Regions from separate parts of the Mus musculus genome. Here all the other regions are linked to region 4. Evidence: chromatin contacts called from public HiCAR-type and promoter capture Hi-C data. All regions are on one chromosome and are shown on one strand. Each heading gives the region's core, a stretch centred on a gene start, on an enhancer-like site or on the middle of the called end of the contact. The rest is flanking DNA. Distances are from core to core; before and after follow the strand shown.

Region 1 (2,923 bases), core at 39-2,538, 2.5 Mb after region 4:
CTTTTATATTTCTCTAGTGGGAGAGAAGGGAGGATAGATAAATGATATTAAGCATTTTCTCGGTTTGGGGTGCTTTTCATATACCCCTGAGCTCCATGGGGTAGGTACTATTTTATGTAATGACAATTAGGTTCTGAGAGGTTAAGCAATCTGAATAAGGCTTGAATCCATATCGCTTAAAAACACCTTCCAATCTTGCACATTTGGACTCCCTTATTATGTCTACTAGTGAAATTCTTTTAGCATGTTCTGTACACAAGAATCTAATTCCCCTGAATTCTTACTCTCTCTAATAGAATCCATCCTTCATTAATCATACAGGAACTGACTAACTGAGCTGGGGGTGGACAGACATCAAATAAGTTGACCTTTTTCAAGGCTTGGAGACGTATACATCTTTACCTACCTCAGGAAGGGATTTGCAGGGAGTTGGGTGTTAAAACTAGAGGGAGATTAAGATTCCTAAAATGTTTTTTTTTTTTTAAATATAGTTTTATGCCTCTTTGCTTAACATGACTAGAAGCCGGGTGTGGTGGCGCACTCCTTTAATCCCAGCACTTGGGAGGCTAAGGCAGGTGGATTTCTGAGTTGGAGGCCAGCCTGGTCTACAGAGTGTGTTCCAAGACAGCCAGGGCTACACAGAGAAACCTTGTCTTGGAAAAACAACAAACAAAGCATGACTCTAGAAACCCATAAAGCAAAACAAACCCTCCATTGAGTTGCCTCTTGTACAGCCCTAGAATTCAAGGAGCCCTGATTGCAAGACAGGGTCATTTTACAAAATTCATGACCAAACTTAAGACAGCTAGCACGGGCGTTCTCAGGTTCTGCTAAGCCAGTGGTTCTGAAAGTTGACTGCTTGTCCAGAAAGATTTTTCAGACAAAACTTAAAAATTTGGTATAAAGAACAAGGAAAAAAAATAGAACAAGTCTGAGTTCTGCTCACTTGGGAGCTTGGGTATACCTGCACTACTTCAGCATTCAAGTTTCCAAACTGAGAAGGGCGTCTAGACCTGACTACCTCCGGGAGACTGACAGTCTGGCCTGATAGTCTGGGGAGAACGAGGGTGGGGGGTGGGGGCAGCCGAGTTACAGGGAAGCACAGACTGTCCTACACCGATGTTTGGTGCAGTCCACGAGAAGGGGGCTGCCCACTCCCCTTAAGTGGTCGGCTGAGCCGCCTCGCAAGGGGTATCAAAGGCCCCACCCACCTGCATTCCTCCTGGACTGCTTGTGTCCAAACAACAGCCCGGCCCGCAGGCAGACGGAAGAGGCGGTGCTCGATACGGAAGTCCCTGGACCAGCTTCGGTCACGTGAGAGAAGGTTCTGCGCAGAGCTGGCACTCAGGTGAGCGGAGGTTCTTGGCATTCAGAGACTTGAAGCACTGTGGGTTGAGAGTTCTTGCAGGTCATGTGACCTTACAGATCCAGGTCTTGGTTTATTTCTGGTGTGTAGTTACTCTTATAAAGGAGATTCCAACTGAATCTGGGGACCTATCGTGTTTACTTGGGGGATGGAACCCAGACTCTGGATGGAAGCCAGAGTAAGTCTAATTTCATGAGTGTCTTAATCAGGACTGGATGCCTTGCTTCAGGACCAGGACCAGGTTACTCAAAACTGCTTCCTTTCCAGATGAATAGTGACCACAAGGCAGGGGCACGGCCCAGTAAGCAAGCTTTCTGAGGCCTCTGTCACTTGCAGAGTTTGGAAGTAAGGAGAGTGAGCATAAGGAAATGGCAGGCATGTTCTTTACTGTGAGGGGCAATGGGAGTGACTTATCCTCTTGGTTTGACAGGGAGCATGGCACTCTGGCGAGCATACCAGAGAGCCCTGGCAGCACATCCGTGGAAAGTCCAGGTTCTGACAGCTGGTGAGTGTCACTCTGGGACCAGAGTATAATTAGAGCAGCTGATTTGAGGTGGAGGAGGAGGCCCATATCACGACACCACCTACCTCCTCCAGTTTAGCCCCCCCCCCCCGGAAGTGTTTCCCTTCTCCTGAACTATTATGTCTGTTTTGGAGGGTGAGCTGTTTCTGAGACCCATGCTGGAGGGGAGACGAAATAGAGACGTGGCTCAGAGGTTAACAGCGCATACTGCTCTGTAGAGGATTCTACACTATGTCATGTAGCTCAGAGCCACCTGTAGCACCAGCTCCAGAGAGCTCTGTCACCTCCAACCACTTGGGGCATCTGCACTCACTTGCACAAACACACACAGTTTAAAATGATAACAATAAATCTAAAAGAGAGAGATGCACAGTCTGTCGAGCAAGACTTAAAGTCCTCAAGAAATTAGGTGATAGTTTCTGTTTTTGTTTTTCAAGGCAGGACTTCTCTGTATGGTCCTGGCTGTCATGAAAATCTGTGTGCCAGGGTGGCCTTCAACTTAGAGATCCACCTGTCTCTCCTTCCTAAGTGCTGGGATTAAAGGGATGTGCCACCACTGCCTAGCCTAAGTAGTCCATTCTTAAAAAGCATTGCCCCCAAGAGACCCCACCTTGGGAAATTAAATGCTTTCCTCTTATACTTTATAGTGTGCTGAGCACATTGTCTCCATGCATAGGCGCCTCCAAAGGTCTGTTAGCAGGAATGAGTCCACATTAAATGACACACCTAACAAGTGCTGAAGTAACTTACTCCATTTTTATACATAATGTTTATTGTGAAGTGTATAAAACAGTCATATATCTAAAGTTTAAATCATATTAAAAGGGAATCCTTCAGTAATCAGCTTTGGAACTCTGTTGGATCCCTCTCTTTCAATTCATATATTCCAGTTTTTATTTCATTTTTAAGACAAGAGTCACACAACCCTGGGCTGACCTAGAATTCACATTGTAGCCAGACTGGCCTTAAACTTGCAGCTGTCTCTTCTCAGCCCCCTGAATGCTGAAATTACAAATGTAAACCACTACGGCTGG
Region 2 (2,874 bases), core at 108-2,607, 2.1 Mb after region 4:
ATGAGCACACTGTTGCTGGCTTCCAACATATCAGAAGAGGTCATCAGATCTCATTAAAGGTGGTTGTGAACATATGTGGTTGCTGGGAATTGAACTCAGGATCTCTGGAAGAACAGTTAGTGCTCTTAACTGCTGAGCCATCTCTCCAGCCCCACCTAGGGAATTTTTAATAATTGAAATTACCCAACATATGTAATGGAATGTCTCATGCTTACATTCAGAAAAGAAATAATAAAAAACAAATCTTGTTACGAAGAAAACCGGGTATGGAAATACCAAGTCAATGAACTTGGTCCAAGTTCAAGGTCAGTAGAGGGGCTGCACTCCCTGTGCCTCGATCCCAGCCCTTCTACTCTTACAAACATGCAGCATGCCTACTACTCCGACTTTTCTTTCCTTTGTTTTTAAAGACAGGGTCTCACTATGTAGCCTTGGCTAGCCTGGAACTCACCATGTAGACCAGGATGGACTCTTAACTCCTAGAGATCATCTGCCTCTACCTAGTGCTAAGATTAAAGACATCCTCAGTGTCCCCCATCCTCCAGTGTCCCCATCCTCCAGTGTCCCCCATCCTCCAGTGTCCCCCATCCTCCAGCTCACCTGCTGCATCTGAGTTCCCACTGTAAAGGAGATCACAGATGTTTCCCCACTCGGGGTTGGTGAAGGTTAAGGGGAGCATCAGAGAGACCTTAAGTCTGGTTCTCACCGACTTTATACCTTGCCCAATGGCACATGCCAGCATGAGAAACACGGAAATTTGGCAAACCATGCAATCTACCAGGAACTCAGCTGTGAAGGGAGAGACAGTCCAAGATTGCCTGCAAAGTTTCTGCTTCCTCTCAAGCCCTCCAGAGGCCCCAGAGGAAGGAGTCCTGACCCTGCCATCTTCCTTAGACTCCAGGGCCTCCTTTTCTCTAAAGAGGCGTGGAGGGTGCTGAGTGTGGGGTGAAGGGGAGATCAGTGCAGCCAGGCTGCAGTCAGGCACAGGAGGCTGACCTTCAGTTAGCTGCTGCTAGACTGAGCTCCCACTAGTTACCTAGGAAGGCACCCAAAAGCACCGGGAGGCTGGGGGGCGGCGGGTTGGGGCAGAGACCACCCAGGAGAAATGAAGGGCTTGGTGTGGGGAGGGAAAGGAGGAAGCGGGGTGGGGGCAGTATCAGAGAAGAAGGGGCACTAGAGAGTGAGGAAAAAAGCAGAAGTCATTGTGTGGGGAGAAGGTTGAGGGATGATGCCGAAAAAGAGGAAGGGGTCAGCGGTGGCGGTAAGACTTTGGAGAAGGAAGGAGAAAGTCGAGAGGGAGGGAAGAGGAGGCGGTCCTGATTCTCCACTTTACTGCCCATTCCTTCTCCCTTGCTGAAACATCCAGCCGGTGCCTTTGTGGCCTCTTGGGCTGGGTTGCAATCTCATGCCAACCCGCTTGCCGGTTGTCAGGAGGCCTCTGGGGAGGACGCTGCAGGAGCCTCAAACGCCACCTACTCCCGGCCTCTCTCCCGGTTGATGTTTCTATTTTGGGCACCACATTATTTCCTGCTGTGATTTTTTTTTTCAGGCTTCTAATTCAGGCTCTGAGGTAAGCTGTGACATCCGCTCGTGCCCGCAGGCCCCTCCCGCACACTGCTTGTCCTCCTGGGGCGCGGGCACCCCTCAGGCCCAGCAGCAGTCCAGCCACTGCGGGGAGTCTTGGCAGGGCCTGCCTAAAAATAAGCTTTCGGATTTCCCCTCCCCCTGGTAGGGCAAAAGGAGGCTAGCTGGAATAGATTTCTAGGCAAGGATTTGAGGGGGTGATGGAGTGAGGTTGACAGGGACCTGCTATAAACTGTGCCATTGTGCCTAGGAATGGGAGTCCAACGCTTCCGTGTCCGAAGTCTGTTTAACTATATTTGGACAATGACCCTTTAGAGATGCTGATAAAGGCTACACAGAATCCCAGAAACTGTCCACAACAAACTCACAGGTAGGTTCCTGGTAATTTTGGGTTTGTGCACTTCCTTGAGTCGGGGAGCCCTTGTTCAAAGCCCTGGGTATGCATGGACGCCTCCCTCCCTGATCTCTCCTCTCAACCTCAGTATGCCTCATTATATTTAATCAATATGTGCTTAAAAAGAAGAAGTCTCTGTATGTGCAAGTACTTCAAGCACAGGCAGATTATAAGCTATGTCCTTAGGGAAACAACAGCCTCTTAAAACTGTCTTCTGGTTTACTCCCAAGGACCTGCTGGCCATCTGGCAGTGAGGGCACCCACTGCATTGGGTTCTGGCAGATTTAAGTTCCGAACTCAATTAAGTAGGCTCTGTTTTTGTTTTTCCTGACTTCTCTCTCACAGCAGACAAAATGGTAAAGCTCCCGGGAGTCTCACCCATCCCAGTCCATGGGGGTGACTTTAGCTGAGACTCCTAGCAGTGAGGATATGGAGCCTGTTGTGCTTGTAGACAGGAGCCTAGCATAACTCCTCTGACAGCTACCCAGCAGCTGACTGAAACAGATGCTGAGTCCCACAGTCAAACATTAAATGGAGCTTGGGGACTCTTGTGGAAGAGTTGTGGGAAGGATTGCAGGCCCTGAAGGAAATAGGAACTCTACAAGAAGACCAACAAAGTCAACTAACCTGGACCACTAGGGGCTCCCAGAAACTGAACCATCAACCAAAGAGCATACACAGGCTGGACCTAGGCCTCCTTGCACATATGGAACAGATATGTAGCTTGGTCTTCATGTGGATCTCCCAACAACTGGAGCAAGGGCTGTCCCTGAATCTGTTGCCTGCCTGTGGGTCCTGTTCCCTTAACTAGGCTGCCTTGTCTGGCCTCAGTGGGAAAGGATGTGCCTAGCCCTGCAAAGACTTGATGTACCTAGGTTGGGGGATAACCGAGGGAA
Region 3 (2,976 bases), core at 310-2,809, 2.4 Mb after region 4:
GAATACCTAAGACCTGCAATCAACACCAGAATGGCCATACAACTCTCTTGCGACCCTTTCTACGCATCTCTCCCCAGCCTATACAGTTTTATCTGAATCGAGGGACTTGTATTAACGCTCTAGTAAACGCAAAGAACACTACGGGACGGGGGCGGGGGAGGGGAAATCTGGTAGGATACTTCCCCACTTTAATTTCTAAGGAAAGTCCTTGAAAGCCTCCTCAGTCTGCCAAGACAGCTATTAGTTGCGTGCATGTCTTAATAAACCACTAAAAAAGATGAGTTAAGGATCACTTTTTCCTCCGTCCCCTATCAAAGAGCTAAGAAAATAATAAAGTCTGTTTCAGCTACATTCGCAGAATGTGCATCCAATCTGAACGGATAAGTGAAAGTCTAGCGAGATACAGAATATACTCTGGAACGTCAAAGCCCATGGAATCTAAAACTACAGGACCAAGGAAACAGGCAGCCCCTCCACGGGGCACTTAGAGAAAAGATGAACTGTCATCAGAGACAAACATCCAGAAAGCACATTGCCCTCCCAATCATGTCCCAGAAGGTAAAATAAGAGCAGTGCCTAAAGATCTCCAAGCACTCCCGCAAGAGATGCAGAAACGTGTGCAACACTGGGGGTTCTGCCTCAGAGCTGCTGGCAGTTTTAACAGGGATCACTGTGGAAAAGCTCATTTGCATCGGTGAGGGTATCTCCTCGAAGCCTCTAGCTACCCTGAGGACGCATAGTACATTCACTACAGGGCATTGTCTGTCATCTCGCAAAGTTGTTCTCCCGGCTTCCATTATTAGTTGAAAGCCCTCTGCACATCACCCCGCATAGCTCGCAGCCACAGGCCGCTCTGAGGAAACCCAGAAAGCCTCTGAGGTCAACAGAACTGCTCAGTCGGAGAGAATGCAAGCTCGGAGGGAGGAGGCCCTCAGCTTGTCAACACTCCAACAGGTCGCCCGGCCAGTATCTGGAAGGAAGCGGCGGCGGACAGACAGTGGCCGGCCAGGAGACCGAGCACCACAGCCACCTCATCAAAGGCCAGCCCTGCCCCGCCGTCAGGCCGCAGACCACGCCCCCGCGCTCGGCGCGCCGCCCCGCGAGCAGGCCCGGCCCGGACGCCGCGCTTCCTTCCGCAGGCCCTCGGGCCCGGGCCCCCGCCCCGCCCCCGCCCGCGCCGCCTGCCCCGCCTCTCGCGGCCAGAGTTCCAAGAGAACGCCGGGGCCCCCCGACCCGCGCCCGCAGAATTCCGGGCCGCCGCGGCCACGCCGGAGACACCAGGAGGGCGGGCGGCGCCCTGGGGCCAAGGTGGCCCCTCAGCTGCGACGGGCCGGGCTAGGTCGGGCCTGACTCCCGAGAAAGCAGGGCCGCCCGACAGCACCCGCCGGCCGCGTCCTGCCGGCCCGCGGCTCGGGGTCATCCTGCCGCCCTTCCGCGAGCCCCTCCCTCCAGGGCCTCTTTCTCCGGAGCTCACCTCCCGACTCCGCGCCCGCAGCCTGCGCTTCAGCTCCAGCTCGGGTTCCGGGGCCTCGGATCCCAGCGACTCCCTCACAGCTGCGCTCCGCAGCGCAACCGAACTGCGGGCCCCGCCCTCGCGGCGTCCGGACCAACAGTGGGCGGTGCCGCACCGCCGCCAGGTTTCCATTGGACAGGGCAGCGGGGGGCGGTTCCCACAGACCGAGGCTCTCAAGGCAGTCTACTGCCGGGTCTCCTCCCCTTGCGGGGTTCCGGCAGACTGCCTGCCAGCGTTGTCTTCTTGTCTCTCTGTCCATCCTCCTCCCAGTCGAGGTGCCCCCAAGTAATTCTGCCGGACGAAAGGAAGGCCTTCTCTCTCTTCTTGAAAGCGCCATGACAGTCCTAATCCTCTAAGAAGACAAAAGGAACGGAAGACGCAGCCTTTCAATCTGAGGAACGAACCCACCCACATTCCCCATTTGGGAAAGAGACAGTGCACTGGTCATCAAATTTTCAGAAAGCTTTTTTTTAATCGCTTAACATGAAAACTAATAGTTGCTGATTTGCATAACATTATTTACCCAGACATAACCTGATTCGACCCACATAAGGGAGAACTCATTGAAGTTATCCAATGATAGTTGGCAAATTCGAAAAAGAAACAAAACAAAACAAAAAAAAAAAGTTACTCAAATTTAAGTTGACATGAGTCCAAAATAGAATCCGAAGTAAGAAGATCCATCAAAACTGTCTTTGAAAAGGTATTATTTGGAAAGAGTTTACATTGTCTGTGAGTGTAAAGAATTACAATAGATTCTGGGTAAGCCATTGATCTTAGAAAGTTAAAGGCAGAATTTAAGAGATGTATAATACCATTATACATGTATTATCAAGGAAGAAGGATGAATCATCTGAATCTGAGAATGTCACAATCACCAATTTTACTCTCCTTAAAGGGACTAGTTAATCCTAGTTCACGGGTTCACACAGAAATCCTATAGAGACTCATTTTTTTCTCATCTCTTCACTTTAAAATGCTTGCTTTAAAAACTGAAATTTCAACAAGCATGCCAGAGAGATCTCTGTGAATTCAAGGCCAACCAGGGCTACATAGTCTCAAAAACAAACTTTTTTTTTCACCCAGCATAGTAATGCATACCTGTAATCCTATCACTCAGTAGGCTAATGCCGTGAGTTCAAGGTCAGCATAAGCAATAGAGCAACAACACTGTGTCAAGACAAAATAGAATTCTGATGTTGGATTAAAAGATGCACTTACCTAAAATGTATAGCACACCATTTCAAAGTTTGTTCTAGTCTCAGAAGGGTGCTCATCCTCTCCAGATTAGCCTTTCTGCCAAAGCCATTGTAACTCCTGAGCCATGGCAAGCATTCATGACATATCTGTTCATGCTACTTTAGTTCCTATTATTTTCTGTCAGTACTATTTCAAATGTGCACAGAGGATCTTTTGGCAACCTCATTTTCAGTTATTTTCTCATGTATACCTAAAATGACCAA
Region 4 (2,945 bases), core at 339-2,838:
GTGAACCAAGGATGATTTTAATATCTTCCCTTGGCTGGTTACCTTTGGGACATGATAAACACTGATACTGGCACCTGTCCTCAGCATCACCAGTGTGGTTTATGTGGGACTATCAGACATTGGGTGAAATCCCACAGCTGGCTTGCAAGCCATTCTCTGCAATCTGATCTGTGGGAGAGTTTGAAATACTTTCTGGTTTTATGTGAATTCATCAACTCCCTGAAAATTACCCTAAAAGGGCACACACTGAAAGCCTTTAGGAATTACTCAAATACAGCTGAGCTGTGTGGCGTATGTAACTTAATCAGCTGCAGGGCTTGGGAAACACAAGGTGACCGTGGTGATTTGAGAAGGCCACCATTGGTCCAGATCTGCCCAGGGAGAGTGTGGTTGAGGACTGTTCTGGGCAGAGTTCCTCTTAGGCACAGGTGCCTGCCAGATGTCTCAGTCCTTATCTGGCTCCTGCCTGCTGTGATCCAGGTCGCAAGTCCCCTGTCCTCAAGAAACCTGGAGGAGGAAATGAAAGGTCTGTCGCAGGTGATGCAGCAGGTGAGGGCACTCATTCTAGTTGATCTTGGCCTCCCTTGGCTGGGCCTCTGAGCCTGTACAGAACTGGATTTACCAGACCCATAACGTGGTGGCCAGGGCCCAGACTTCTGGTGTGCCCCAGGAATACCCAGTGGCTTTCTAATGTCTTCCTTTTTAGGTCTTATTCCAGATGAGAACTATTCCATTTTCTACATCAAGTAGCTGTACCTAACCCTGCAACATTTTTTAAAATTACTTTTTGTTGTTTGGGAACAAGGTTGTCTAGGGATTACAGGCTTGTGAAATTGCAGCCTATTCCTAGCCAAGTCGGCAGGCGGTTTCATTTTGCTGCGCCTGGCCTCTAGCACCCTGAGAAGTGCTCCACCCCAGTCACACCCACCTGCAGAGCAGCTTTCCTTCACAGCACCGGTACCCAATGCACAAAAGTGCCTTCCAGTCACACGGTAGGTCCAGAAATGAGACTCCCAAAGGGAAGGGTCCTGCCCAAAGGCACATTACCAGCAAAGGACAGGAGAAGCTGGGCATTGGTGGCGCCTGTCTTTAATTCCAGGGCTCGGAAGACAGAGGCAGAAGGATCTCTAGGAGTTCGAAGCCATCCTTGTCTACAGTCCGAGCTTCATACTGAGATTTTGCTATAAAAGAAAGAAAGAAAAAGAAAAAAGGCAGGGAGATGAAGGTGGTCACATCGGACTTTGGAATCCGGGAGCCTATAGGTACCACTACCGGCCTTCGATGCCCCGCGGACACCCGAAGGTTAACGTCACACCCGGCGCGGGCCAGCTCGCACAGGGGGGCGGGGCCAGCAGCGGCGCACGGTACCCGTAGGAGGGAAGTGAGAGGAAACGGGGGCGGGGCGTCACGAGGCCACACCCACAACACGCCGGGCAGTGACGTCGCCCGCCTAGCGGTGCGGCTGAGGGTTGATTGCTTGCGGCGGCTTCCGCGGGCGGGTGCGCGAGCGGACGGCTGACGGCTCGGGGCGGTGGTAGCGGCGCGGCGACCAATGAGGGCGTCCGGAGGGGGCGGGGCGTCGGCTGCGGTTTTGTTCCGCGGTGACTGAGGCTCACCGTCCCCATGCGCGGAGCGCGGCCTGCGCGGCCGGCGCCCTGCCCCAGCTACGGAGCTCGGTGCTCACTCGCCTCGCGGAGAGTGCTCTGCGCCGTCGTTCGCCTGCTCATCGCTAAGAGCTCCAGCCACCGCAACGCCGTGTCCTTGCGCTGCGATCCCGGAGTCTCCGTACGTCGGCCGGCGCCGCGCAGCCGCACGTCGAGAGCCGGGTGCATCGGCACAGCGCGCGGAACACCCTCTAGGGCCAGCCGGCGTCTCAGCACCTTAAGGTCCCCGCGCGCCCCGGGCCCAGCACTGTCCTCGTGTCCCGTGTCCCCGACATCCTAAGGTCCTCGGGGACCCAGCATCTGAAAGAACCCTGGGCCCCAGCTCCCTAGAGTCCCCTGGGCCCCAGCTCCCCGAACTCGTGGCGAGTCCGGGGACCCCTCCAATTAGGCCAGGCCCCAAGCATTCTGTTGTGCGCGCTCCTGCACGCCAGGCGGTAAGGCCTGCCCGCTGCGCCTGGGGCGCGCTGCCACTTGTTGAATCACTTTTCATGTCGACTTTGAGACCTGTTGTCGCCATGCTGAGTCCGTGGGCCCGTGAACCCGCTGTTGTTGAGACTCAGTGATTGTTATTTTGTATTCAGGAAGCAGGAAGTTTGACGAGATATGATGGTCCCTTAAGGGAATCCCAAGAGCAGATCCTCCCCAACGACCTGTGGAAGGTGACTTGGAAGTCTATTCCGAAGCCACTTTCCTGCGTAGACTGAGGGTGTGTAAGTCCCTTTAAGACTTCCTGTGTGGAGGATGGGATGTGCGATGTTCACAATGTATTTTACCGCTCCGAATGCTATTGCCTTTGTACATTAGTCTTAATTACAGATCTGTGATCTATCACTCCAAATTAAAATCACTTTAATTTTTTGCACTTCAAGGTATTTAATCATTAGATATATCTTTAAGTATGAATCTAAGCTTATTCTAACCCTCCAGCCCCACTACTTAAGTTTATAATGATGTTTCAGCTCTGAGAATTTTGAAGATGGACTAGTTTGACTTGAAAGGTGTACTTTAGTTTTTACATTAAGAAATTTGACTTGTGCTCACTGATGCTGCTGCTTCAAATACATATTTGGTCATCTTAGGAAAGTGGGTCTTGGAAGGGAAGTTCAGCATCTCAGAACAAGGTAGGACCGAGGATAGTTTTTCCAAATTCTGAATATTACGCCAAGGTGGAAATTGAAATTGATTAGGAAGAGTAGATGGACTTTGCTGTTTTGGTTAGTGGTTGGTCGTTCTTTCTGATGACTCCTCTGGCACCTGTTCTCCTCTTTACGTCTCTTTGTT
Region 5 (3,091 bases), core at 11-2,510, 2.3 Mb after region 4:
AAGTGTTTGGATGGATGAGAAGCAGGTGGGGAATTTGTACCTTCAGCACTTCCTGGACCTTGCCAGCCACTTGCAACATGGTGGTCAGAACTGACTCACTGTACAGTCGCTGTAGAGAGTGGACAGGAATCAGGATGGAGAAATGGGGTGGGGGGGTAGAGGTGAGAGAAAGGCAGTGAGATGACTCAGTGAGTTAAGAGGATTGTGGCCAAGTCTGATGATCTGAGTTTAATCCCAGGGACCCACATGGTGAAAGGACAGACTGATTCCCAAAAGTTGTCCTCTGACTTCCACACATTTCCTCATGGAACAAATCCTTCCACATCACAAAACAGATAAATAAATTTTAAAAATGGGAATGGGGAGGGGAGGAAGAAATGGAAGATGATGGATTGAGATTGAAGGAGAGGGATCAGGATTTCCTGTATCAGGAGGGTAGAGGTGGAAGTGTGGCCGACTTGACATCTTTATTTGCAGTGTCTGAGATTTGACTGTGGGTCACCTGGTAGGTGGGCATGATTTGCCCCTCCTCCTGGAATATCTCAGCATCACACTGCCCCAGCAGTTGAACAATTTTCTCTGCATCTGCTTTGTCCAAGTTCCGGGTCAGTGGGTTGGACTTCTCTGTGATTGGCACAGCTGCTTCATACCCTGACAACTAGAGACACACAAGGGTAGGGACAGAAAGCCAAAGTCTGCCTTATGCCTGCTGGACTGGAGGTGGGAGTGGCAGGAGGCCCAGTGTTTGGCTTAGATTCACATACTTCACACACACCGACTTGTGCACATACATGCACACATAAGGCACACACCATTCACATACTAAAAACTTAGTCTTCATGTGATGTTCTGAGCCTATTAGGAAAGGAAGATCATAAGGAAAGGTAAGGGGAAAGGTGCCTATCATGGTAAGTGTGCCTGCAATTCAGGCATTTGGAAAGTGAAGCTGCAACAAAGGGATCAGGAGTTCAAGGCTATCCTCAGATACATAGCAAGTTTGAGGCCAGCCTGGGCTAGACCGTGTAGCAAAAGAAAAAAAAAAAAAAATAGAAGAGGGAGTAGAAGTCCAGAGCTGAGGCCAGTCCAAACTTAACAGTATTTTAGGAATCAGAAGAGAAGGCTGAAATGGAGAAAGAACCTTACCTCCCATTCCCCAGGCTCAGGGGTCTCGATCACATGCTGATACCGCTTGGTGCTTGGCATGGTCCCACACTGCAGACTCTCCAACCCGCCTGCCTCTGCACTCACGCAATCTGTTCTGGCCCCAATAATTTGCTTCCAGTTGGCAGGGTCTTATCTGAGCCATGGAGATGATTAACCTAAGAACCCTGCCTCTCAAAACACCACCCCCTACGCCCCTCTCTTCAACACCCGTTCCTGTCGCCGGGGCTTCCAGCCCTCACAGGAGCTCCTGAGGGTCCTCTTTGCGTATACTCTGGCTTGCCAGCCTCTGCCCTTGGAGAAGAGGACCAGACGTTCTTTGCTTTTGCCCTTGCAGAACACCCAGGTCAGAAAGAATCCCTGAACAAATCTGTGGCCCAAATGCCTCCAAAGGCCAGAGATCAGGGTCAGTAGAAGTCAGAGGACTCAGGTCATGGCTTGATCACATGTCAGCATGCAGTCCTTCCCTGCCCCACTGGCTCATTTTATCTGCTCCTCTCTGAAAGAAAAGCAATAGACGCTTCTGGACCCCAGGTGTGCGAACACTGAACTGGATATCACAGAGGAGATGTCACAGAAATAGAAATACTGCTAAGAACAACGAGGACCAAGAAATTGCCCTAAATACCACAGTCTCTATTTCTCCTGACCCACTTTCTCCCAAATGGCAGACATCATTGGATACATGGACACATGGACACATAGATACATAGAAGCCATTGTTGGCATTGTTTTTAGATGAGGAAACAGCCTCAGACAAGTGGTTGGCTATTTAGGATCACACAGATTTCATACTCAGCTAACATATGAAATAATTTAAGGACCTAACATGTCTACATGTTTACTGAATGAATGCAACAACTAACAAGTTGTTGAATAATACTTATTCATACAGTGACAGAAGGTTTTTAAAGACTCTTGTTGCCGGGCAGTGGTGATGCACCCCTTTAATTCCAGCACTCGGGAGACAGAGGCAGGTGGATTTCTGAGTTTGAAGCCAGTCTGGTCTACAGAGTGAGTTCCAGGACAGCCAGGGCTACACAGAGAAACCCTGTCTTGGAAAAAAAAAAAAAAAAAAAAAAAAAAAAAAGACCCTTGTCCAGTGTTTGACACTATTGATATTCTAACAATTGTTTCATGTTTCTATGCTTTAAGGGTAGAAAACCTGAGGTGTGGGTTAACCGATTTCTCTCAAAGGAATGTGTTACACTCACACCCACGGGGGGGGGGGGGGGGGGAGAGAGAGAGAGATCTGCTTTTAAATTGCTCTTATATGCCCAGCCCTCTTTTTAATCCTTTCTAGTTCTTATAATGATGCCAGGCACATAGAAGATGATCAGTAAATATTTGCTGAATAAACGAAAGAGTGAATGAGAAAGCGAATGGAATCAAATCAGATCATGAATGGAAAAGAGACTTAAAAGCTGACGCAGTCTCCAAGAGGTTGTTAAAACAATAATTATCTCCATCATCCTCTGCTCGTGGCCCCCTCCTGCATTCGGAGATGGAATGCCTCTTCCTAACTTGGCTAATTTCATGCGGGGAAGGAGGTGCTTTCTCAGGTGCACAAGACCCTCACACCTGAGCCTGTCCTGGTGGCTCTAGTCAGTTAATCGGCTAGAGCAGGGAGGGTGAAGGAAGGGATAGGGGCCCCGGCAGGCCGCCATAGGGAGGGTCGTGGGAGGAGCCCAGGGAGAACGTGGCTGGGGGGAGAGGGGGGAGGGATGACGGCGGCGAGACAGGCCAGCGCGTCCCAGCCCGGCTGCAGCGGAGCGCGCCGGGCCAGCTCTGCAGAAGGCGGCGGCTGGCTCGCCGGGACGGTCACATCCCGCTGCAGGGGACCAGCTTTGGCCGCCGCACTGTCCTCTGCACCGGGGACGCAGGCCTCGCTGGCAACGCCCCCCGCTCAGAGTCAGACCACGCGGGGCCC
Region 6 (2,970 bases), core at 86-2,585, 2.1 Mb after region 4:
GTCGGACTGACTCTGAACTCTAAATATTCTGCCTCAGGCTCCCTTGGATCACACCAATACTTAAATCTTTTTGATAGTCTCAATCAGAAAGCTCTCCTCAGAACAGTGCATATTCTTACACACACACCCCACACACACAACTTTGGAAATGGAAGGAACCTGCCTATAAAGTGAATTACAGCAAATCTTATAAACTCTGACAAAAGAAACCAAAGGATTCACGTGTCAGGTGACAGCCCGACCTAATGTCATGTCTCATTCTCAAACCAATTCAACGGTTTCACACACCGAGGGCATGAGAGAGAGGTGAGCGGGGATAGTGCATAAGAGGGATAAATCTGCATAAGCAAGAAGCCTGTTCCGGAACTCAGGCAAATCCACAGAAAAGAAAAGTACATAGTTAGCTAGCTTAGAAAGAAAAGACAAGAAAAGGAAATCAAGCAAGCAGGCAGGCAGGCACTCACCAATATTGGCGGGAAAGGGGACTTCATGCACAGCTGGGTCCAGGTTGATTACATACGGTGGACAGCCTTTGTTGTGCAGGTGTCCTGTGAGCCTCTGCAAAAACAAGGAGCCAGGGTTGGAGGGTGATGACCAAAGGATAGGAACGGGCCCCGAGAATTCCCATCCCTTTACTGACCATGCTTATAAAATCTGTAACAATCTCCTTCTTCCCTCAGCGTGTTCAACACTGAAGAGTTTAAAAAGCCATCTAGTTCCAGTACCTGTCTCCCTATTCTCCGTCACGGCTTCGCTAACTCTGCCCCTCCAAGGGTTTTCTTCCTCTGTCTCCTCCACTAAAACACTCACTCCGTGAAAGCAAGAACCCTGTCGATCTCATTGCCGCTGTACTCTCAGAGCTTAGAACGTGGTAGGTCGAACGAAGTGATTCTTTCACAACTCTTCACGCAAACCAGAGTAGTAGACGTTACACTCCCCTACTCTTTAGGCCCGGGCCTTCGGAAAGCTGCCAATTCGCAGCAAGACAAGTTCAGCTGTACCAAGTGTGCATTAAGGTTGCCCAGGAGCCGGCCTCAAGTGACCCAGGCTAGGGTTCGAGGCTTCGGGAAGGAAAGGAGTCAGAGGACAGCTCGAGAAAACCACGCGCCCGGACCCGCAGATTCCCCAGACAACTTCCTCCCTTCTTCCCGGGCCTGAGGCGCCACTACCGCTTCTGCACGGTGCACGTCACCTGTACAAAGGTAGTTTTCCCGGATCCCGCCATTCCCAACACCAACAGACACACGGGGGGCTGAGGAGCCCGGGAAGCCTGGGGTTCGGATGGAGCCACGGGCGCCGCCATCTTTCCTCAGCCACGCCCACCACTCAGGGATCGCCCGGCGGCCTGCGGGCTCTCTGAATTCCGGGCTGCGATTGGTAGGAAAATCCGTCCTCTTGCGTACAGGGCTACGATTGGTCGAACGATCCGGCCTCTCTGAGTTTAGGGTTGCGATTGGCCAGACTATCCAAACCGCTCGAACCTACTGCAGTGGGTGCCTGACCGGCTTTTGGCATCTGACTTGCAGGGGTCACTTTGATGCTATAGTGGCTTTGCACAAGTGAGGGGTAGTGTAGGGAACCAGGAAGGGTTGACAGGAGTGAGATAGGACCCGGAAAGGGTTAAGCTCGTGTCCCCAAGGGAGTAATGAGGTGGGATTCCCAAGCCAGGATCTGTCAGGATCCTATAACAAAGGTGTTGCTCTACCTTTTATTTTATTGTCTAAGAAGAAGAAGAAAAAAATTAAACGTCATTATGTTCTAGAAAATATTAGGTAAAAATTAGCGTAACACTTGAAAGATAGCATGAATACTGTACTTTAACAGAGGAAGATACATTTTCTGGCAATCATTGCCTAATGCAAAGGGGACTAAAGAACCTTACAGCGTTTGTGGCTGAAGTGTGGCTGAATAATTAATACCGGAAGATATGGGTAGAGGAAGGGAGACGAACCTCATGAGGGAAAGCCCTGTATGACAGAGACTGTGACCAATGTCTTATTTGCTCATCTGTATGGCTATTTGTCCAAGGGAAGAAGAAAAGATGGTGAACCAAAGGCTCAAGGGAACCAGAAAACTCCTAAAAAGTCCCCTTTAAGAGTGAGGTAAAGGGCTAGGAGTCAAGGGTGGCCCTGGGTTTTGTTGACATTCTTGGAAAGTGGATAAAACTCTTTTTTTTTTTTTTAAGATTTATTTATTTATTATATGTAAGTACACTGTAGCTGTCTTCCGACACTCCAGAAGAGGGAGTCAGATCTCATTATGGGTGGTTGTGAGCCACCATGTGGTTGCTGGGATTTGAACTCCGGACTTTCGGAAGAGTAGTCGGGTGCTTTTACCCGCTGAGCCATCTCACCAGCCCCCGTGGATAAAACTCTTAAAGAACAAAAAGTTTGTATATATCTATACATAGATATCTCATTTTATTATGACATGTGCAGGCTGTGGAGAGGGCTCAGTTAGTAAGGTGCTTGCTGCACAAACTTAAGGGCCAGAATTCAGACCCCTGCCCTCACATAAAAGCCCAGGCATTGTGGATTGTGCCTATAATCCCAGTGCTAGGGAGCTAGAGATGGGAGAATCCCTGGAGCTCAGTGGCCAGCTAGCTTAGCCAAATTAATGAGCTCCAGGATCAGTGAGCAACGTACCATACCAAATGGATAGTGATTCTCCTTTCCTGACTCAGGCCCTCTCTGGGCACCACTGTCTGGCTTGTGTTACTTTCTGGCAGGGATTCAGGTAACATTATTTTTCTGGCAGTACCCATACAGTTCAGTTAGTTCACTCCCCACCATGTGAGTCTCAGAGATGGAATTCAGGTTGGAAAGATTGGCTGTAAACACCTGTAATTACTGACCCAACTCCTGGCTGTGGCATCAGCAATTTGGCAAGTTGAAGCTTTGTATGGGGAGATTCTCCGATGACCTTGGATCTCCTCCCTACTTTTCTACAAAAGCAGAAGAGGAGGAAGAG
Region 7 (3,056 bases), core at 323-2,822, 2.1 Mb after region 4:
ATATCAAATACTGATTTCTCAGCCAAAGAAATGAAGTAAATTTTTCCATGCCCTCCAGGTGATAATTAGCACTCAGAAAGCTCTCTCTCTCTCTCTCTCTCTCTCTCTTTCTGTGTGTGTGTGTGTGTGTGTTTAAATGATAAACGCAATAAGCAAATTACACGGTGAGAAAGAGGTGTATGTATAATGCCCATAATTCAACACTTTTACTCACTAAAGTTAATGACCCTGGGCTTGCAAATTACATTTACCCTACTTCAGCTGTAGGCCTTCTGAGCTGTATGATCAAAAGCACTTGAGGGTGCCACCTTCAGTAGTAGTTTCTTACCCATTCCCCACGTGCAGCCCAGCTCATCATCTTGACCACTTCTACTGCTCTTCCCTTCAGTGGTATTTGCTTCTTCTTCTTCATCTGAGTCTTCACCTAACATCTTCTTCTCCAATAATATCTGCTGCTGTTTACGCAATTCCTTCAACTGTGTTACTGTTAATTCAGATTCTGCCTCTCGGTCTTCCTCTGGTCCCTAATGAATCATGGGTAAAATATATACATATATGGATTCAGAAGTGAGAAAATTACTTTCTGAGACACAGCAACGTACACAGACCTGTGGGTCCAGAATGAGGCCTGTGCTTTTGTCATTGGTTACCAGAATCCTTTTACTCAACTAAACCTTAAAGAAACTCAGAATCGCCGGGCGTGGCGGTGCACGCCTTTAATCCCAGCACTCGGGAGGCAGAGGCAGGCGGATTTCTGAGTTCGAGGCCAGCCTGGTCTACAGAGAGAGTTCCAGGACAGCCAGGGCTACATAGAGAAGCCCTGTCTTGAAAAACCAAAAACAGTGAAGTCCCAAGATTTTTATTTTAGATTTTTCTACCTACCTGAAGGATAAAGAGCCGAGTGCTGCCTCCAAAGCGCATTACATGCCCGACGTGGACTCTACAGTAAGTGCGGGGTGGGATGCGAGTTTTGTTGAGGAACGTGCCGTGGGTACTTCCCAGATCGTAGAGATAAAAGCCCTGCTCATGACCCTCAGAGTCTCCGCTGGGATCCGCCCCCCGGTGCTGTAGTACAGCATGGTACCGAGACACGGAAGGATGCTCCAGACATATGTCACAACTAGCAAGTCTCCCGAAAAAGCAGCAGCTCGTGTCTTTCAAGGTGCGGGTGCCAAGGATGGTGCCACCCTTCAGGGTTTCGAGACTGTAGGGGGCCGTGGCTGGGCTGCCCCACGATGGCTCTCGGTACGGAGGAGCCCGGGTCGGACCGCCAGACGCAGGAGCTACCCGCGGGGAGCGGAGTTGCTCCACCGGTGGACCCCCGGTCTCCTGGCTGTCCGGCTGCGGTGGCGGGACCTCGGGCTCCTCACATCCAGAGTCCAGCTGCGCCGCGAGACATTCTTTCTTCACATCCTCAGAAACGGAGGGACTGGAGGCCGGAGCCTTACCCCGTACTGCGGAAGGCACTGGTAAAACCGGCTTCTTAAACTCGCTACTGACTTCCTGGGGAGCTGGCGCATCTAGCTGAGGGGTAGGATCAGCCATCCTTAGCCGGGTGCAATCTCAAAATGTGTCCCTCGGAAACCCCGACCCCTCGCTCTCTACGTTCCCGCTCACTTCTCCTCCTCCTTCCCACCTCCCTGAGGCTTCTCTGGACAGAAATGTTGGAGTTCCTCTTTCAAGACTCGCAGAGTTTTAAAGATGTGAATAGCACTAGGGAGTCACAATACCAGAAAGCGGGGAGAGGCTCTCAGAGTGCTGTGCAGGATACGGACATTTTAGGCGTTGCATGTAGGCTAGTAATAACTTCCTGTGGCAGAGGGCGATTGGGAAGAAGTGCTTCCGTGGCCTTGGTCCATTAATCAATAAACAAGGCTCCTAGGCTTGACCTAGTCCTCGACTCCGACCTGTCAGAGTCAGGCAGCCGCGTATACCACTCCTGGGGCAGGGCGGTGAGTATTTGAACTTTATTTTCTGGTTCCGGTCCAGAGCCACCCATTTTCCTGCTGCCTTGTAAATCAGACTTCCCAGGATCCTGTGGTCGGCGCCTAAGCCTAAGCCTCCAGATCCGGAGCAAGGAGTCCCTATCTGCAGCTCTCGAATTTATTCCTTTTATGAAGTTAGTAAAGAAGCAATTTATTATTGTTCATTCTTTTATTACTCGGAACAAAATATTGAGATAGCATGTTTAGTGGCTTAACAAACCTGAGCATCGAAACCTCTTTTCTTTTTTACTCTTTGTATTTATGATGTTGGCATGACCCTGGACAACAGCTTCCACATCTGAAAAATTGGAAATAGTAGTGTTAATTTGTCATAAAATTTATGGAAAATTGAACTAAGCCATAGTTAATATTATAACTCTTTGACAGAGGCCTGAAACTATACCAAGATGGCAGCCATAACAAGTGGGAGAATACAGATGAATAAGTCAACTAAAGTTAAGGTTCAGGGATAAAAGCAAATTCATGTAAATATACAAAGAAAGGAGATCTGTTGGGGGGAATGGTGATTTCAGGGATCCTAAAGAACAAATTCAAGTCTGATAAAGATGTAGAGGGTTCCTGGCAGAGGTCACAACTCAAAGGGTCAATTATAAAAATATCTCATGTTCTTGAGAAGCTGAGTGGTGGAGCTGGAGAGATGGTTCTGTGTGCTGCTCTTCGGTGGATCTGAGCTCCATTTCCAGTACCCACATCAGGGGAGTTCACAACCACCTCTAATTTGAGCTCCAGAAGGATCTGATGCCCTCTTCAGATATCCTTGGCACCTGCATACACATGGAACACACAAGCATATACTCAACCCCCAACAGACAACAAAAACGAATGTCTGTGAATGCATAGCCTGCCTGGTCTACAGAGCAAGTTCCAGGATAGCCAAGGCCTCAAAGGGAAACCCTGTCTCGAAATTAATAATTTAAAAATACAATCTTAGCAAAGGAAATAAGCTGAGGGGCCAGTTAGATGGCTTAGTAGGTAAAAGGCACTTGCTGCCAAGTCCGAATGCCCGAGTTCAATCCATGGAACCCACATGGTGAAAGGAGAGAACTGCCT

Evidence for each region. Promoter capture Hi-C pulls out the DNA fragments that hold promoters and counts their contacts. HiCAR-type assays count read pairs that join an accessible place to other places.
Region 1: a contact with region 4 is called in a HiCAR-type map of astrocytes, with 6 times the contacts expected there. The contact joins the promoter of Mpv17 here to the promoter of Fam53a in region 4. A contact is called at or near these places in 3 of 39 promoter capture datasets (liver and maxillary cranial neural crest) and 1 of 115 datasets of contacts at active chromatin or transcription factors (astrocytes).
Region 2: a HiCAR-type map of astrocytes shows a contact between it and region 4, with 5 times the contacts expected there. The contact joins the promoter of AI839979 here to the promoter of Fam53a in region 4. A contact is called at or near these places in 1 of 39 promoter capture datasets (pre-B cells) and 1 of 115 datasets of contacts at active chromatin or transcription factors (astrocytes).
Region 3: a promoter capture Hi-C map of liver shows a contact between it and region 4, with 6 times the contacts expected there. The contact joins the promoter of Nrbp1 here to the promoter of Fam53a in region 4. A contact is called at or near these places in 10 of 39 promoter capture datasets (the 3T3-L1 cell line, the C10 cell line, cranial neural crest and 6 more), 2 of 115 datasets of contacts at active chromatin or transcription factors (astrocytes and large pre-B cells) and 1 of 9 other capture datasets (liver).
Region 5: a HiCAR-type map of astrocytes shows a contact between it and region 4, with 6 times the contacts expected there. The contact joins the promoter of Gckr here to the promoter of Fam53a in region 4. A contact is called at or near these places in 2 of 39 promoter capture datasets (hippocampal neurons and liver), 1 of 115 datasets of contacts at active chromatin or transcription factors (astrocytes) and 2 of 9 other capture datasets (liver and macrophages).
Region 6: a contact with region 4 is called in a promoter capture Hi-C map of liver, with 3 times the contacts expected there. The contact joins the promoter of Gpn1 here to the promoter of Fam53a in region 4. A contact is called at or near these places in 3 of 39 promoter capture datasets (3T3-L1-derived adipocytes, the C10 cell line and liver).
Region 7: a contact with region 4 is called in a promoter capture Hi-C map of liver, with 4 times the contacts expected there. The contact joins the promoter of Slc4a1ap here to the promoter of Fam53a in region 4. A contact is called at or near these places in 5 of 39 promoter capture datasets (the C10 cell line, hippocampal neurons, liver and 1 more) and 2 of 9 other capture datasets (adipose tissue and liver).

The regions. Positions count from the first base shown.
Region 1 is chr5:31,152,616-31,155,538 of GRCm38.p6, reverse strand. It overlaps Mpv17 (MpV17 mitochondrial inner membrane protein), which reads left to right and starts at 1,288. Exons shown (of 8, transcript NM_008622.6): 1 at 1,288-1,348; 2 at 1,797-1,871. The coding sequence starts at 1,802.
Region 2 is chr5:31,569,880-31,572,753 of GRCm38.p6, reverse strand. AI839979 (expressed sequence AI839979) reads left to right here and starts at 1,357. Exons shown (of 3, transcript NR_102275.1): 1 at 1,357-1,570; 2 at 1,835-1,954; 3 at 2,324-2,874.
Region 3 is chr5:31,239,501-31,242,476 of GRCm38.p6, reverse strand. It overlaps Nrbp1 (nuclear receptor binding protein 1), which reads right to left and starts at 1,559. Exons shown (of 18, transcript NM_147201.2): 1 at 1,475-1,559.
Region 4 is chr5:33,628,278-33,631,222 of GRCm38.p6, reverse strand. It overlaps Fam53a (family with sequence similarity 53, member A), which reads left to right and starts at 1,588. Exons shown (of 6, transcript NM_178390.3): 1 at 1,588-1,886; 2 at 2,246-2,370. It also overlaps Gm9903.
Region 5 is chr5:31,295,732-31,298,822 of GRCm38.p6, reverse strand. It overlaps Gckr (glucokinase regulatory protein), which reads right to left and starts at 1,260. Exons shown (of 19, transcript NM_001374741.1): 1 at 1,144-1,260; 2 at 503-658; 3 at 41-109. The coding sequence starts at 1,203. It overlaps Fndc4 (fibronectin type III domain containing 4), which reads left to right and starts at 2,891. Exons shown (of 7, transcript NM_022424.6): 1 at 2,891-3,091.
Region 6 is chr5:31,493,106-31,496,075 of GRCm38.p6, reverse strand. It overlaps Gpn1 (GPN-loop GTPase 1), which reads right to left and starts at 1,335. Exons shown (of 14, transcript NM_133756.5): 1 at 1,193-1,335; 2 at 465-558. The coding sequence starts at 1,303.
Region 7 is chr5:31,525,511-31,528,566 of GRCm38.p6, reverse strand. It overlaps Slc4a1ap (solute carrier family 4 (anion exchanger), member 1, adaptor protein), which reads right to left and starts at 1,572. Exons shown (of 14, transcript NM_001347328.1): 1 at 883-1,572; 2 at 329-524. The coding sequence starts at 1,545. It overlaps Supt7l (SPT7-like, STAGA complex gamma subunit), which reads left to right and starts at 1,805. Exons shown (of 5, transcript NM_028150.2): 1 at 1,805-1,952.